Linked DNA regions of Mus musculus: all the other regions are linked to region 1. Evidence: chromatin contacts called from public HiChIP or PLAC-seq and Micro-C data. All regions are on one chromosome and are shown on one strand. The core of a region is the stretch at or near the end of the contact, and the rest is flanking DNA. Distances in the headings are between cores, read along the strand shown. Region 1 holds the start of Fut8 (fucosyltransferase 8). Region 2 holds the start of Mpp5 (membrane protein, palmitoylated 5 (MAGUK p55 subfamily member 5)). Region 3 overlaps Gm46359 (a long non-coding RNA gene).

Region 1 (2,700 bases), core at 158-2,657:
CAGAAATTCATTACTGGTCTAGAACTGAATGTGAAAAGATTTGTTCCCACATATCAGTTGCTTAGCTGATACTTCTAATTCTGGGATGGTAACTATATCCTGAGCATGGCCTGAAGGATCTTTGAGAGCAGCGTACTGTGACACTGAGCAGAGACCTGAACTGCTGAAGAACTACTTTCTCACTGTATTTCAGAGTCATCAGTTTGGCGCTTTCTTATATACTATGCTGTTCTATAAAGATGTACTAAGTTCTTCACAAATATTTCTAGTGGCTTTTTCTTAAATAGAAAGTAGGTGGGATGCTTTGATTCCTATAGTTTTAATATTTCCTAGGAGATAATTAAAGCCAGATTAAAGGAGCAGAGAGTTCGAGGCACACATAAAACTTTGAATGTAGAGATCTTCAAGTACTGCAAATGGTAGCGTGTGTTAATTAACTAGAAATGGTTCCTCTTTTTCCCTTGAATACATTCAAGCCATACATCCTTGTTAAAGTGCTTTTTAAATGCTGTGCTGAAGCCTCAAAGTAAACATTTTACCTCTGACTCCTAAAAATGTTCCAGGCTGTGGGTGTAGCCCAGGAGAAAACACACCCTTAGCATGCACATACTCACACAAAAGGAAAAATAATTCAGGGTTTTGACTGTTGAAATTTTAGCCCTTAATCCATCTAAGTACAGTATAAGCCTAAATTTTGCTTATTTGCAACAGAGAACTGAGAGTCTCACGGAAGTTATCTACGCATTTAATAAATGACTACAGATTTGTTGAATGATGACACCCAAGCTTTTTGGCTAGATCATAATTCTGACTTCACCAGAGTTTTGTGTGACCTTCAATAAGCCACGGTGTTTTCTCAGAGAGCTTTATTTCGAAGAGACATTAACCCAGTCACAGGTCCGGAAAAGCTTCTCAGGGTGCGGAGCTCCTGAAGGCACAGGCATTTTTTTTTTTTTCCTTTTTAAAAAGCACTGTCCTTTGCATTTTAGAAACACAGTTCCTGATATAGAATAAACATTGGGAATTTATGAGAGTTATTAGGTAGGTTGCATTCTTGGCAGGCTACGACCTCTTTAATGTCTTTTCTGTGTTTTTTTGATTACTAGCATATAAAAGGGTGGCCCTGTTTACTCAGAGATACGTTTCCAAAGTATTTACTAGTATTTATCTGTGCTGGGAGGAATAATTGTCTTGAGGGCAGCTTTTCTACTCAGTCACCCGGCTGAGTCCTCAGGCTTGGGATCTGGTCCCCAGGCTACAGGGAAGAGTTCGGCACGGGAAGCTCATCTTCCGGCCCTCTGATTGGCCAGTTCGCACTCCACTCACTGGTTTTCCCGCTCTGATTGGCCCCGGCAGCACCCCTTCGGCCCGCGACTACTTTGTGTGCCCTGGCTGCGCGGCTGGGTCCTCCCGCCCAGCTCGCCCTCCCGGACGGTCTGTCGGAGGTAGCCCTTCGGCACTCGGCTCAGCATCGCGGGCGTCAGGATCCCCGAGTGCGAGCGGGTAGGAAGCATCCTAGGGAAAAGCCTCTCCTCTCCTGTACTCAATAAACTTCCGCCTCCGAAGGGCTGAGGCAGCAGCGGCTGCGAACGGCCGGGCTTCGAACTCGGGCTCTGCGGGGTTCTTTCTCTTCAGATGAAGACAGAGCCCGCAGGGTAGCCGGACCGCCCGGAGCCGAGGTGGCACTGTGTGCTGGTGCCTCAGCGGATGAGCAGCAGAGAGTACCCCGAAACTAGTACAGAGCCCTATTGAGCCCCAGCGGGGTGCGCCTCTGGGTGGTGGGCCAGGCCGGCCAGGGCGTGGGGAGCGCTGCTCCCCTCAGCCTCCGACCCTCAGGCGGCCTTCGCCTGTAGAGACCAAAGCCGGAGCCCGCGCGCGGCCGCTGTCCGGCTGGAACTCGGGTCCCGCCGTGGCCCGGTGGATGCTGCAGCTCCGCTGTCCACCCGCACAGAGAGGAAGGGGACGGGGCGGAGCCTGTGCACATGCCAGGGTCGCTGGAGGAGGCCGCGGCCGGCGCATGCGCGCCCTCCCCCAGCAGGCTGGGACGCCGAGGGGCGCGCGCCCCTCTCCGCGCGCGCACGCTCGCTCGCTCGCTCCCTCGCTCGCGCCGGCCGGCGGCTTCCCCGCCTGCGCTCCCGGTCGGAGCCACTCCGGCGCGTGCGCGCGTGGTCTCGGGCCGACCCGAGTGGCCGGGTTCTCTGGGCTCCAGGCCCCCGCCGCCCCCTCCCCGGCTCCCAGCCAACCCGTCCCTCCCTTTCCTCACGGAATGGGGCCGGCGCTGCTCGGGGTCGCGCGTCCTGGACCCGGCTCGCGCTCGGTCTCGCGCTGTCAGCCGCTGCCTGGCTCGCGCCGCCTTGCGCTTTCCCTCAGTCAGTGGCGCCGAAGGCTCCGTTAAGCGGCGGCCGCGGTTCCTGTTTCCGTTTCTTCCTCTCCCTTCAGTCGGGAGTAGCATCCTCCACCCCAGCACCCCTCCCACTCTCCCGCCGCGGCCAGCTGCAGCTGGAGGCAGCGGCGGCGGCGACGGGGGACGGCGCCGACCGCCTCGCTCCCGCCTCGGGTAAGGGGGCGTTAGGGAGCCGGGCCCCGCGCGCCGCGGACTCCAGGACGGGGCGGGCGCGGGCTCTGTGGAGCCTGGGCTCGGGGCGCTCCTTCGTCCTCCCGCCGATACCGGGCCTGTTGCTGCAACTGCTGCAGCCGTTG
Region 2 (2,700 bases), core at 61-2,560, 1.5 Mb after region 1:
TCTAGGAATTCTGGAGACAGTCCACTTGCAGTTCACAAATTCTCACTTCTTTGTGAAGATGAACTAAGCAGACAGTTCAGTTACATATATTTGGAAGTTGTCCGTCTGTACTCAAAGTCCACTGAGGTATGTTTGACAGAAGGAAAGAGGTCTTTAGTGGTATGTAAAAAAGTCCTGTCCTTGGCTCTGCCTTACTAACACCAATAAACAACGTTAAGTACTTAATAAAATGTCAGTAAGATTTGAATTTGATGATCCAGGAAGAGAAGGATTTCGCCCTCCCCCCACCCCCCAAAAAAAGTTGTGCTTACTTCAGAGGGCATAGTATTCCTTGGGGACACTAACAACCCATAAGAGGAAAAAGGTAGGTAGGAGCCTGGGTATATTGGGAATGGTGCTTAAAAACCACGGTGGGAGGAAATAAAGACATGATTAATTGCATATACGAAGGCACAGAGGGACAGTTGTCTACGACATGTGCCCCTGAGAAAACTCAACAGGCTGAAGCAATGGATTTAGGTCCAGCAGAAGAGGTTTCTACATAGAACATATTTCTGTTTGCTCCAAATCCAGTTCCTCGCGCACACTTTCATAGCACTTTCCGTGCCCACCCTTCCCAGATGGTGGCATAGGTGTGTCCTGACAGCATGGACTCGCGCTGGGACTAGCCTAAGTAACTCCCAATCCTCTCCGGAGAATTCTGTGACAACTGTGGCCTTTGACATCCTTCCTGGTTTTCAGAAAGGAGTCGTCTGTGGAATCAGGGAATTGTGTGGAACTTTATACACAACCAGGTGTTGGCGTCACGGTTGTTTTGAGCATTAGCATTTTTGATGTGCCTGACAGGACAACAGGGGTCTCTTCCAAGGGAATCGGATTTTTCTCAGGAGATGACCGCTTCCCAGGCCCCGTCGAGCCTTAGCGGCTTCCGAGTCCGTCTCAGGGAAGCACGGCGACCCCACACAGAGGCGAGGAGGTGGGCTGAGGCAGCGAAGCGACTCAGCGGTTAGAACGAACGCTTCGCAGTTCGAGGCGGGTGAGTGCGCGCGGCCGAGCCCCCGGGAGGCGGGGGGGGGGAAGAGCGGACCAATCAGCGGGCCCTCTCCCCACGCGCGCTCAGGATTGGACGATCCGTTCCAGCCTCTCTCCGGGCCGTGGGCGGGCCGCGCCAGGAACGGCCTGGGATAGGCGCGCCCGCTGCGCCAGCGTCCCAGGGGCGCGTGCGCGGTCTCGCGTCAGCCGCGGGGGCCGGTCTCGCGCGGCCTCGAGGAGGAGTTGCTGGCGACGGCGGCGACGGAGGAGGCTGGCGGTGAGGAGGGGGCGGGGACTGGAGACTCCGAGGTGGGAGGAATCGGGAGTTTCTGGATTCTTTATCCAGTGTTTTGAGGGCCGCCAGACGGAGGGCTGTTGCTTGGGCTGCGTTGAGGAGCGAGGGAGGGAGAGAGGATCGGCGGCCGCCGGGGCTTGGAGGTAAGGGGCGGACCCGCAGCGCCCGGGCTGTGGCGATCTTAATCAACAGGTTCCCGGGAGCGCGGCGGGGGAGGGGCGGCGGGGCTCGCACCCCCTCCCAGACCCGCCGCACCGCCAGGGTTCCCTGGGGAGAGCCCCAGGCTGAGCCGGGCGCCGCGGTGGCAGCCCAACCTTTGTCCCTCGGAGGGACGCTCCCCGCGCGATGCCGGTTGGTTCCCTGGGCCGGGGGGTGGGGGTGGGGGGGACGCACCTTGGCGCGGTGGCGGGCCACCCCGCCGGACTTGCCGGGGGCACGGCAGGGAGTCGTCTCGCTGCGCCCAGGCCCGGAGTTCGCGAGTCTCTGGGACTCTTCCCTCACCCCACCCCTGGCCGGATCGGGGAACCAGCCTGGGAAACACTTTCCCGTGGAAGACGGAATGCAGCCAGCGTTCCGGTGCCTGAGTCAGCCCCTGGTGTTCTGCTACTCATTGCGTTCTGCGGATAAACAGTTCCTGCTTCCTTGTGACCACTGCTAAAGAGTAGTGCGTTCTCAGAACTTAGACGGAGATTGTCCGGTGAACTTTGAAGCCTGTAAATGCTTGGTAGAGCTACTTTCAATGAATGCCGCTCGGAACGATCCTTATTGTAAATTACGTAACTGACTAAGGATAGCTCTCTCCTTCTGTCCAGCTGACTGACACACAGTAATGTGTGTGGAATTTAGATTCGGCCGAAAAGTTTTCCATGACACTTTACTCTAAAATGAATGCAGCACCTACGAGGGTTTTTACTTAGTGTGTTGTGTCTAATTTAGAGTTTCAAGAGTTTAAATTCTGAAAGCCAGTGTAGCAAGAATTCTAAAGTTTTGATTTAGCGGATAAGGTGGAAGGTATTTCTGGTTTTAATAAGGCACTGTAATGTTTTAATGATACTATTCTAATTATCCTTTTAAATTATGCCAGAAATTAATAACTTGTTAACTTTTGCAACAGTAACAAATTATGTGGTGTGCTGGTGTCTTTGAAGTATAGGTATTGGTGGGAATGAACACTATCCTTTCTTGACGAGCTGTTTCTATAGTATTTCTGTGGACACGATTTCTTGTTTTAAAGATCATTCTAAACTGTAATAGCAGGCTTACATTAAAATTTAAAGAGCTTTATAAGTAAAAAAGACAAAGATATCAAAAGAGATTCATAATCTTTTTTTTTGGGGGGGGGGCGTCGAGAAAGGGTTTCTCTGTATAGCCCT
Region 3 (2,700 bases), core at 139-2,638, 1.7 Mb after region 1:
GGATGGATTTTCATTCTGATTTTTTGTTTTGTTTTGTTTTTGAGACAGACTTTTGTGTGTGTGTGTGTGTGTGTGTGTGTGTGTGTGTGTAGCCCTGGCTGTCCTAGAACTATCTCTGTAGGCCAGGTTGGTCTAGAACTATTTCTGTAGGCCAGGCTGGCCTCAAACTCACAGAGATCCACTTGCCTCTGCCACCTGAGTGCTGGGATCCTGTGCCACCACCAACAGTGTTTCTGATTTTTAAAAATCTTTTAAAAAAATTATGTGTATGTGTGACCATGTGCACATGAGTACAGGTGCCCTTGAGGCCACAGACATGGGGTTCCCTGTATCTAAGAGTTGCCGGTAGTTGTGAGCCACCTGGCATAAGTACTGGGAATCAAACTGTATTCCTGTGTGAGAGTAGTCCCTGCTTTAAATTACTGAGTCACCTCTCCAGCTCCTTTAATTCTGATTGTGAAGTTGAATAATAAGACTAAAATGGGGAGGAAAAAGACAAAATGGGATGTATTATATAACATATATAATTATTAAAATTCATTTGGAATCTGAATGGGCAAAGTTTTGTTTTGTTTTGTTTTGTTTTTAAGGTTGGTTTATTTACTTATTATATATAAATACACTGTAGCTATCTTCAGACACCCCAGAAGAGGGCATCAGATCTCATTATGGATGGTTGTGAGCCACCATGTGGTTGTTGGGATTTGAACTCAGGAAGAACAGTCAGTGCTCTTAACCTCTGAGCCATCTCTCCAGCCCAGGCAAAGTTTTTAAAAAGTTGTTGTTGTTTGCTTGAGACAGGGCCTCACAATTTAACCCATCTTGGCAGGAATTTATAGTCCCCCTCATCAGGCTTGTCGGTGCCGGATCACAGGCATGTGCCACCATGACCAGCTCAAAACATATCAGGACAAAAATAAGAAAAGATAGTCACGTGTAGGGACACATACCTTAATCCCAGCGCTTGGGAGGCAGAGACAGATGGAGTTGTGAGTTTGAGGCCAGCCACCAAAACACAGTGAGGCCTTGATGCAAAAACAGAGAAAAGTTAGGAACCAGCGTAGACTATGTTAAGACAGAAACATTATTTAAAGACTTGGCCGATGGTGAAGAAGCATCCACAGAACACTACAAGAAAGAGCCACTCTGCGGGAAAACTGTGGGATGTCAGCACAGCTTAGGATCAGCTTCCACCCATATTTTTCATATCGTGCATCACGGTATACTCCAAATGGGTCATAAAAAGACACAGAGAGAAATGGAAATGGAAACTTTCAGCTGTGACCAGAGAAAACATTCTAACTATCCCTGCAACAGACATCAGAGACAGGAGGGATGGATCTAAATCTGTTCTTAAAAGCCGTTTGTGCCACCAAATGCAATAAAGCAAACAGGGAAGTGAAAGCCACAGATGGGGAGAGACTCATGGAGCAAATAAAGCTCTCTGCCCAAAATAACTGAAGAACTGCCCCAAGCTTACAAAAAAAAAAAAAAAAAAAAAAAAAAAAACCCAAAACCAGAATCCTGATCCTTTTTGATAAGAATCAAGAGTTCACACACACAAATAGAGAAATGAGCAGCCTCACTGTGAATCTTGAAATCTAAACATCTCTTCTGCCCCCACCGTGAGTGTGTGTGTGTGTGTGTATGTGTGTGTAGGTGTGTGTATGTGTATAGGTGTGTGTGTATATAGATGTGTGTGAGTGTGTGTATAGGTATGAGTGTGAGTGTTTGTACAAGTGTGTGTGAGTGTGTGTGTAGGTGTGTGTGAGTGTGTGTGTGATGCATTTGGAGGTACAATGTTGATATGGGGATCATCTTCAATTATTTCTCCATTTTATTCTTTTCCAATATGACTAATCTTGCTAGCTAGCATGTTCTGGGGGGAGCCTGCCTCTCAATTCTGAGGCTAGAATTAAAGTTGGGACACCAGGGTTTCTGAACCATCTCCCAGTTTCATGCCCAACCGTCTGCTTTTGAGACAGTTTCACTACACACCCCAGGCTAGCCTACACATCCCAGGCTAGCCTACACATCCCAGGCTAGCCTACACATCCCAGGCTAGCCTACAACTCTTCATTCTCCTGTTTCAGTTTCACTACACATCCCAGGCTAGCCTACAACTCTTCACTACACATCCCAGGCTAGCCTACAACTCTTCATTCTCCTGTTTCAGTTTCACTACACATCCCAGGCTAGCCTACAACTCTTCATTCTCCTGTTTTAATTAACTTTTTATGTTGTTAAAAAAAATCAATTTAAGGCCAGTCTGGTGCAGCATATCTTTAATCCCAGCACTTGGGAGGCAGAGGGATATAGATCTCTATGAGTTTGAGACTAACTTGGTCTCCATAATGAGGTATTGTGTCAACGAAACAACCCCTGGAAAAAAGCAATTTAAGGTTCAGTGTGGTGGTGTGTGACTGTTATCTTAGTCCTTGGTGTGTAGAAGCAGGGTGATCAGGAGTTAAAGACCAGACTTGGCTACATAGTAAGAAAGACAGGCAGCAATACATGAGACTCTGTCTCAAAGAAAAGAAAGCAGATATCAATTCTAGCCAAGCATAGTAGTATATGTCTATAATCCCAGCAGTCAAGACATGGAGACAGAAGGATCAAGAGTTCGAGCCAGCCCTGCACTGCTCAAGATCCTGTTTGAAAGCAAAGCAAAATCCATTTAAGTGAAACAATTTTTTGGGA

Evidence for each region. Hi-C and Micro-C count contacts between places; a contact is called where the count stands out from the background. HiChIP or PLAC-seq counts read pairs in DNA pulled down with a chosen protein or histone mark.
Region 2: a contact with region 1 is called in a Micro-C map of embryonic stem cells, with 11 times the contacts expected there. The contact joins the promoter of Mpp5 here to the promoter of Fut8 in region 1. A contact is called at or near these places in 2 of 484 Hi-C or Micro-C datasets (both in embryonic stem cells) and 2 of 115 datasets of contacts at active chromatin or transcription factors (astrocytes and epiblast stem cells).
Region 3: an H3K4me3 HiChIP or PLAC-seq map of pro-B cells shows a contact between it and region 1, with 8 times the contacts expected there. The contact joins the enhancer-like site here to the promoter of Fut8 in region 1. A contact is called at or near these places in 1 of 39 promoter capture datasets (hippocampal neurons) and 3 of 115 datasets of contacts at active chromatin or transcription factors (astrocytes, large pre-B cells and pro-B cells).

The regions. Positions count from the first base shown.
Region 1 is chr12:77,236,697-77,239,396 of GRCm38.p6, forward strand. It overlaps Fut8 (fucosyltransferase 8), which reads left to right and starts at 1,408. Exons shown (of 12, transcript NM_016893.5): 1 at 1,408-1,503. 9530018F02Rik (a long non-coding RNA gene) reads right to left here and starts at 2,530. Exons shown (of 1, transcript XR_003950200.1): 1 at 1-2,530.
Region 2 is chr12:78,747,637-78,750,336 of GRCm38.p6, forward strand. Mpp5 (membrane protein, palmitoylated 5 (MAGUK p55 subfamily member 5)) reads left to right here and starts at 1,311. Exons shown (of 15, transcript NM_019579.3): 1 at 1,311-1,470.
Region 3 is chr12:78,922,538-78,925,237 of GRCm38.p6, forward strand. The region is part of intron 2 of Gm46359 (a long non-coding RNA gene); the gene reads left to right. Among named protein-coding and RNA genes, the nearest start is that of Gm46360, 5.0 kb to the right of the region's middle. Within about 2 kb of position 1,389, at least 35 of the 459 cell types and tissues checked have an H3K27ac peak or open chromatin away from gene starts, as enhancers often do. A contact at or near this core is called in pro-B cells, where this site is marked.